Regions from separate parts of the Gossypium hirsutum genome. Here region 2 is linked to region 1. Evidence: chromatin contacts called from public Hi-C data. All regions are on one chromosome and are shown on one strand. The core of a region is the stretch at or near the end of the contact, and the rest is flanking DNA. Distances in the headings are between cores, read along the strand shown. Region 1 holds the start of LOC107920342 (molybdate-anion transporter). Region 2 holds the start of LOC121220119 (rhodanese-like domain-containing protein 14, chloroplastic).

Region 1 (4,180 bases), core at 265-2,764:
ATTATAATCCTCATGGAAAAAGAAAAATAGAGCCGGATCTTCAAAAAGATGATTATTTAAGATATTTTCATAAAAACTATTTACAAGTTGAAAATACAAGTAGGATTTTTGGTAATCAAACTGAAAATATTGCTACTAATGAAATAAAATTTTAGAATTTAGGAGAATCATCTACTCAACCAGTCCCACATAGAATAGATGATTTAAACAAAAGAAATGTTGCCCAAGGAGGAATATATTTAGATCTAACTAATATTCCTATAGCAAACTATGAAAAAACCATAGATGATTGGGCACAATCTATGACTATAGTTGTTAACAACAACATGTGGTCAAAAGAAAAAATTTTAAACTACTTTGTTGGAACATTTCAAGGAGATGTTTTACAATTCTTAAGAAGATGGGAAGAATCAGAAAAAGGAAGAGAACAGAAAGGGCAGTTAATCAACTAGATTGAAACTCCTAGAAATTTATTAAAAAAGTTAACTTTTATTCTAAAAATAGAATTTTGTGGATATACTGATAAAAAAGATCAAGAAACTACATATCTACTTATTGCATTTAAGAGATTTATCAATACCTAGAGATTGGATAATAGATAGGATAAGTAGTGCAAGTACTTCTAAACCCGTAAGTACAATAGAATATATGTCGTTCGGTGATAAATTATATTTTAAAAATACAGCTATAACAAATACAAATGATAATTTGGTTTTACCCTTAAATACTCAAATAGAGGAAGATGAGGAAAACCCAAGTAGAAGTTTTATATCTTCAACACCGATAAGAATGAAAACAGTTCAATTCCTATTTTTCCCACAGAACCAAGTAGAAACTCTGTATTTTCTAGAAACACTAGAATGAAAGAAATACAAACTTCGATAATAATCCAACAAATGAAACTTGGAATAAGTGATGTAATTATATTTTCAAATTTCCAGTCTAGGAAATATTACACATATATTGAAATTACACTTCAATTTAAAGAATTTAAAATATATTATTTACATGCTTTATTAGATACTAGAGCTACAACTAATAGTTGTAGAAAAAATGTCATTCTTTTAGAAAAATAGGAACCTATGAAACATCCAATAAAAGCTAGTAATGAAACCATAATTCAATATAAAGTTAGAAATGTATCAATCTACATAAATAATGTAAGATTTGTGAAACCTAAAATATTATGTTTTTCAAAAATGCATGGAGATATATTATTAGGTAATAATTTTATATATCAACATTTATTATTTTTTATTAATAAAAATTTAATTATGTTATCTATAAAAAAATACTAAAATAAATATCTTCACCCCACAATGTGATCCAAGGGCCCACAGAAGGGGCCCACTTCATTTGATCCTCGTTGAAGATCCAAGACGCGTTGTCCATAGATCTTAACCCACCGACATGTCCTCCTTGTTACTCTTCATATGAGACAACCCAATCCCGCCACGTGTCGGACCTAAAACCAAAAAGTCCACCTAAAAAGTGACCCAAATGTTAAAAGCTCGTCTTTCGCGGTTTTCATCTAATATTTACTCATCCTCACAAGTTCTCCCACCACGCACTCGTCATTGTACCTCACTCTTTTTAATGATTAAATCAAATGTACAACAACTAAGGACACTCCAAAAAGAAGCCACTGAAGCAGAGGCATGTGCAGGAAATAGAAACCCAATATCCATCATTTTTTCTTGCTGGGTATATCTCATATCTCTCTTAGTAATTTGCGTTGGAGGGCCAGGCAGCAGCAATGGAGCTGTTCTACTTCGTCGTGTTCGGGGCATTGGGAGCGGTGGTGGCCGCATTAGAGCTAAGCAAGACCAGCAAGGACCGAACCAACACGTCCCCTGCTTTCAATTCCTTCAAGAACAATTACCTTCTTGTCTACTCTCTCATGATGGGTAACTAACTACCCTCGTTTCGTTTTACCCAGATCTGATTTCCATTTCTATCTTTGGATCTCACTTTTTTTTTTTGTTTTACATTAACATGGATCTGATCTATTGTTGGACTTTTTTAATGAATTTAGATACCCATTTCCTAGATTTGCTAGTTTTTGTTATTTTTTCCCGTTTTGGTGGATAATGTTCTTGTCATTAATGACTACTTTGAACAATACTGTTTCTATTTGCTTTGGAAATGGAAAACGGGATTCATTCATTTGATTTAGCTTGTAAAAGACAAGGAATTAGTACTTGAAAATGACTTCCTATAAGTTGTATGTCGATTTTTAGTCCGTTTCTGTTTTCTGGTTGAGACGATGGATTTGGTTTTTTTTTCGGTGGGTCTGAGACAGGTCGCTATTGCTTGGGTTCTAGGCCCTCTTATTGATGATGGTCTTGAAAAAAAAATTGAGAATTAAGTCTATTTTCTTGGAGCTTGAGTAAAGTCTACTTCTGCCGAGTTTAGTCTGCCCCATTAAGATTTTTTTCCTTAGATAGTAAAACTAGCTGAAAGCTAAATAAAGTTGCATTAAACCCTTGAATTAGTTTCTTGGTAATAGAAGGAGTGATGGCGCTTTCTAGTTGTCTCCTTGGGATGCAACTGGTCAGTAATTTGACTTATTGTATCAAAATTTGCTGTTAAGCTAGCATTTGAAAATGCCGTGAAAAAAAAAAAAGGTTAGCACTTTAGCAAGTCTTTCTTTGATTAATATGCATAATAAACATGTAGCTTCATTAGTGTAATGCACGACATTTGTTCTGAGGTATGATCGTATCTGTAGTTATTTTTTCTGGTAATTGTGAAAGATTAACATTCTTATATTGTGGTAATTGGGCATATTCTAGCTTGCTGTTCTAATAAATGGTTATGTGTCAATAGCTGGAGACTGGCTTCAGGGTCCATATGTTTACTATCTGTACAGTACATATGGATTTGGAAAAGGGGAGATCGGACAGCTTTTTATTGCTGGTTTTGGCTCTTCCATGTTGTTTGGGACAATTGTTGGATCTCTAGCTGACAAACAGTAAGCTTTTACTTTGGCTTCTGTTGTGATATATTGTGCTTTATGGATGAAGTTTCTTGTCATGATACAAAAATACCTTCATTTTTTCAATTCAGGGGCAGGAGGAGGGCATGCGTTACATACTGCATAACTTACATACTTAGCTGCATCACCAAGCATTCTCCTGAATACAAAGTTTTGATGATAGGTCGTGTTTTGGGAGGTATTGCTACCTCTCTTCTGTTTTCAGCATTTGAGTCATGGCTTGTTGCTGAACATAATAAGGTGAGGCATTTCATCTATCCCCCTTTACTCTTAATGCTTATTAGGTGGACTTATAAACATTATAGATGTATTCTCTTATGACCTTCACCCTTATTTCTAGTATTATAGATGCTGTATGTTGCTCCCTGTCAGGTTGTTTCCCAACAGTGTTGAAATACTTAGTTTACATCTATCATATTGTACATGATACATAGGAATATACTAAACTTCAATTCTTAAATTTTCCATCATCGTTTCCCCAGATGGTAAAGCACGAACCATCTAGTTCTGTTTATCCACATTCGTCTATGAGCCTTTATGCACAATTAATGTCAATAGATCCTTTAAATTTAATTATGTTTTGACAATTCTGTTTGTGCTTCTAATCTTTGCAGAGGGGCTTTGAGCAACAATGGTTGTCATTAACATTTTCGAAGGCAATATTTCTTGGCAATGGTCTTATTGCCATTTTGTCTGGGTTGTTTGGGAACCTACTTGTTGATTCATTGTCCCTTGGACCGGTGGCTCCTTTTGATGCTGCTGCATGCTTTCTTGCCATTGGGATGGCTATTATTTTATCATCATGGACAGAAAATTATGGAGATGCCTCAGAAAATAAGGACCTGCTTACCCAGTTTAGGGGTGCTGCTGTAGCAATAACTTCTGGTAGAGTTCAATATTTACTTTTAATCTCAATGCATTGATCATGATGACATGTTCTAGCCTTCCAGGCCAATACTTTCATGTTATCACTCATCCTCCATCATGCACTGATTCTTTCCCGTTTTTCCTTTTTGCTCCCCCCCTTAAGTCTAATCTTCCATGCACTTCAGATGAAAAAATTGCTTTGCTGGGGGCCATCCAGTCTCTGTTTGAAGGCTCAATGTACACCTTTGTGTTCCTTTGGACTCCTGCTTTGAGCCCCAATGATGAGGAGATCCCTCATGGGTTTATCTTTGCCAC
Region 2 (3,997 bases), core at 66-2,565, 220 kb before region 1:
CGTACATCGAGAATCACAAAGTTATTCTCTTTTTGAAGGCGAAAAGCTTCCTTTGCATCCACACTTCTTACCTGCAAGCAAAGGGTAATCCTGTTGTTATGCTTGCGTTGTCATCCTTACAGACACTCACCTGTGTACAGGAGCTTTATCCCCCCTTAGGGGATTCTTCTTCTCAATTCATGATATTTGATGGTATTTATAAATATTTCTAGCTTTTTACTTCCATCCTCTAAATATAGAATCATTAGGTAGCAACTTATAAGGGGAACGGGTTGTTTGTTGTATCAACCGGTGAGAGTGACGATTTTAAATTTTCCAAGTATGTATGCAGCATCAAAATGTGTACTTAAGCATGAGAGTGGAAGATGGAATACCCTTTTCTCCAAGAGAAGTTCCCTCTTGACCTTCCAATCTTCTTCAGCTAATCCCTCCAAAAGAAGAGAAGAAAATCAAAATCAGGTCAGCCAATTTGTTTTGTTCCTGAGCCTGAGGTTCAATCGACCATTCATCTTATGATTAAATTAAGGTTGGACTACAACAGTAGTGGTACCTGGTGATTTTGCAGGCTTTGTTGCTGCACTTCGGATAATTAGGCACCGCCGATTCCGGGAAGCCAGTCTTTGCCTTGATGCTAGACCTGATCTTACACTCAAAAGGCAAGAACAGTCTGCAATAATCTGGGAAGAGAGAGTCAATGGAGAGGTCCTGAAATTGGAGTATACTGAAGAGGATGAAGCTGGGTTGGGGGTAATTGAAGTGAGTGCAGCCATTTTCTTCTGAATCGCAGAAAAGATCAGTTGCTACTAAAGGAGTTGGGTGATTGAGGGAGTTTTATATGAAATGGGCTTGTGTTTTTGTCATTTTCATGTTGTTTCAAAGAGATTGTTGGATGCTTGCTTTAGAAGTGGGCCATTCATTCTGGATATTTTTTTTGGTTGAAAAATCTGAGTTTGTGGTTCATGTGTTAAGGTGTTTGTCACAGTTGGATTTCTGTCATCCACAGAGAGCCAAGTTGGCTTGGCCTATCTTCAGTTACTGTAGAATATAGATGCTATTACTAATTTTCAGTATTAGGGCCTTAGCTTAGAACCTGCCTACCATCAGCCTCAGGAGCGCCACGAAAGGAGTTGACAGGGTGTCATAAACACAACTTTGTTCACTCGGTTGTAAGTTTGTGAGACATTTGGATGGAGGCTCCCACTCAACTCGGTTAATAATCTCAATAGTCATAACTGGTGGTTCAGCCCAACCGCTATAGACTGTCCATCCTTATAAAATGCTAAAACGTTTTTATAGAAACACTATCAGAAAACGTAAATATGTTTGAAATGAAGAAACTTTCTTAAATACAAAAGATTTACCCTTCCTCAGGTTTCCCTATCCTTTGCCATTGCCCTATATATGAATGGCCCCTTGACATCCTACCCTATCATGACACTACAAGGTAGGGGTGTGCAAAATTCGGGTACAACCGAAAAAATTCGGTTAACCAACCGAATTCGGTTAATCGGTTGGTTAACCAAATTTTTTTGGTCGGGGTCGGTTAATTATTTTTTAATTTTTCGGTTAACGGTTAATTCGGTTCGAAACCAGTCGGTTAACCGAATTTTTTCGGTTTAATCAAAAAAATTAATAAATAAAATTATAATATATAAATAGGCCCACTATTCACCTAAACCCAATCCAAACCCAAGTATTCAACCCAACCCAATTACCCAACCCAATCATAAAAATTACAAATAATTTAATAAATAAAAATAAAATTCTAAAACTAAAACTAAAGTCTAAAAGTCTAAAAATAATTTAATTATGTAGTGATTCAATTCGGTTAATTCGGTTAATTCGGGTAATTCGGTTAATTCGGGTAATTCAGTTAATTTTTAACCAAAAATAAAAAATATATAATTTTCGGTTAATTCGGTTAACCGACCAAATTAACCGAAAAAATTTCGGTTCGGTTAATTTTTTTTGAAAAAATTTTGGTTCGGTTAACGGTTAAAAATTTTGAAAGGTCGGTTAATTTTGTTAATATTATTTCGGGTCGGTTAACCGAATGAACACCCCTACTACAAGGTTGCACTATGACATAGGGGTAGAGGTCCCTAAAATGAAAAATTATTACATTAGTCTTTTATATTTTATAAAATATAAATGAGTAAACCATAAAATTCCATTTTCATGTTGAAGATAATAAAATTTTAATTTAATCTTTTAAACATTTTAAAGATATAAATTAATACAATAATAAAATTACATTTTAACTTTAAAAAAAATATAATTTATTTATGATCCCTAAAAATAGTTTCTAACTTAGTCTTTGTGTCCCATCCAGATATGTATTTTAAAGATTGCAATTTCTCGCAGCAATCAACCCACTTCCCTTTGCCCTTTGCTATCCCTTCCTAGAATTAATAATCAATTAGATCTTGTGGAGCTCAACTCATAGCTTGCTAGAAGAAAAAAAAATGGGTTCACTCATCTCATTTCTTGTCAACTTTGGGTTGATTGATTGTATTACTCCTTGTCTCACCTTCCAATTCTCCATCATTTGCGGTGCCAAAAATTCGGTTGGGACGGTCCAACTCGAATCCGAAACGGCACATTTGTCATTTACGTGACCACACTACAGACCACCATTGGCATCACAACATAATCATGCATAACCAACAAAAAGTAAACAAAGATAAACAAATGAATCCTAATTAACAAAACATTCTCTTTTTTTTATTATATATTTTTAGCTAACAAAACATTCTTTTTTTTTTATATATATTTTTAGCTAACAAAACATTCAAACGACATCCAAGGGTATTTTTTTCTTTTTACATTCAACATAAGATAACACTTATAAAACAACAAATTAGGGGACCTTTTTATTCTAGGGTTTTATTAAATTCATTATTTGAAAGAATAAGTTTATAACGGTTAATATTTTTTTTATCTAATTTTAAAACCTAAGCTTTAGGGACTACATCGTAAAAAAAACAAAATGTACAAAATAACCATATTTCAAAATCATTTTAAGAATTACGCAATTTAACATCTAAATCATTAGTGTGAAAATTTTCAAAGCATTTCATAGTGTTTTTGGACTCCAATTTAATTTAAAATGTGTTGGACTAAATTGCAAAGTTAACAAAACAAGACTTAAACACTCAGTGTGCCAAGTTATGACCACACGACTTACCTCATTGCAACGTGATCTAGGAAGGGCCTCTTGTCACGACGACAAGATTTTGGTCATCCCGACTACTCTTGAACGTCATCATGACATCACTTGTAGATTTTTACAGAAACAACCCAAAACCTACATTTTTCAACTTTGAACACTACCCAGCATACAATTTTGTGCATTTAGGCCTATTTATTAATTATAACAAGTCACGTAACATACATTCATCATCTAAAACATGTTCAAATACCTGATAACATTCAATAGCAAGATTTGACCCCTCAAGTAAATGATCATGCTAGTAGACATGCTTTTTAACAACAATTCAATTGCTCAACACACCATATTTGCATATCATGGTTTTCTCATAATTCTACATGCTTATTTTGACCTATTTGGTCATTTAAAACATACCAAAACTTATTGAATACTGTTCACACGTTTTTATCACTTTTTAAACGAAAATTCATGCAATTCTTTATCATAAAACCTCAACCAACATCATGCACATTCAAAATCATCATTCACAAACATCAAACAAAACACAAGACAAAATTCATAGTCCTTAACAACAGTCCATAATGTCCATTTTTGTAGTACCAAAAAGAAAAGTCTATTCCTACCAAAGTAACCCACATTGCCTTTATTAAGGGAATTCAAATCACAAGCACATACTTAACCGTAATGCCTTGTTTGGATCACTTTGCGTGCCCACTTCCCATTCTTCGGTAAAGCTATATCTCTACAAAATATTTAACACAAGTGTGAGCTTTACGAAGCTCAATGAGTGCCCAAGAATGCTACAAGAAGTCATTGTCAAAGATT

The links. Hi-C and Micro-C count contacts between places; a contact is called where the count stands out from the background.
Region 2: a Hi-C map of hypocotyl shows a contact between it and region 1, with 2.9 times the contacts expected there. The contact joins the promoter of LOC121220119 here to the promoter of LOC107920342 in region 1. A contact is called at or near these places in 7 of 34 Hi-C or Micro-C datasets (callus, hypocotyl, leaf and 1 more).

The regions. Positions count from the first base shown.
Region 1 is chrD08:34,098,430-34,102,609 of Gossypium_hirsutum_v2.1, reverse strand. It overlaps LOC107920342 (molybdate-anion transporter), which reads left to right and starts at 1,514. Exons shown (of 8, transcript XM_016850007.2): 1 at 1,514-1,907; 2 at 2,830-2,974; 3 at 3,070-3,238; 4 at 3,613-3,883; 5 at 4,051-4,180. The coding sequence starts at 1,757.
Region 2 is chrD08:34,317,028-34,321,024 of Gossypium_hirsutum_v2.1, reverse strand. LOC121220119 (rhodanese-like domain-containing protein 14, chloroplastic) reads right to left here and starts at 1,315. Exons shown (of 6, transcript XM_041099307.1): 1 at 551-1,315; 2 at 375-421; 3 at 1-71. The coding sequence starts at 770. LOC121220120 (a long non-coding RNA gene) reads left to right here and starts at 333. Exons shown (of 2, transcript XR_005917301.1): 1 at 333-459; 2 at 566-825.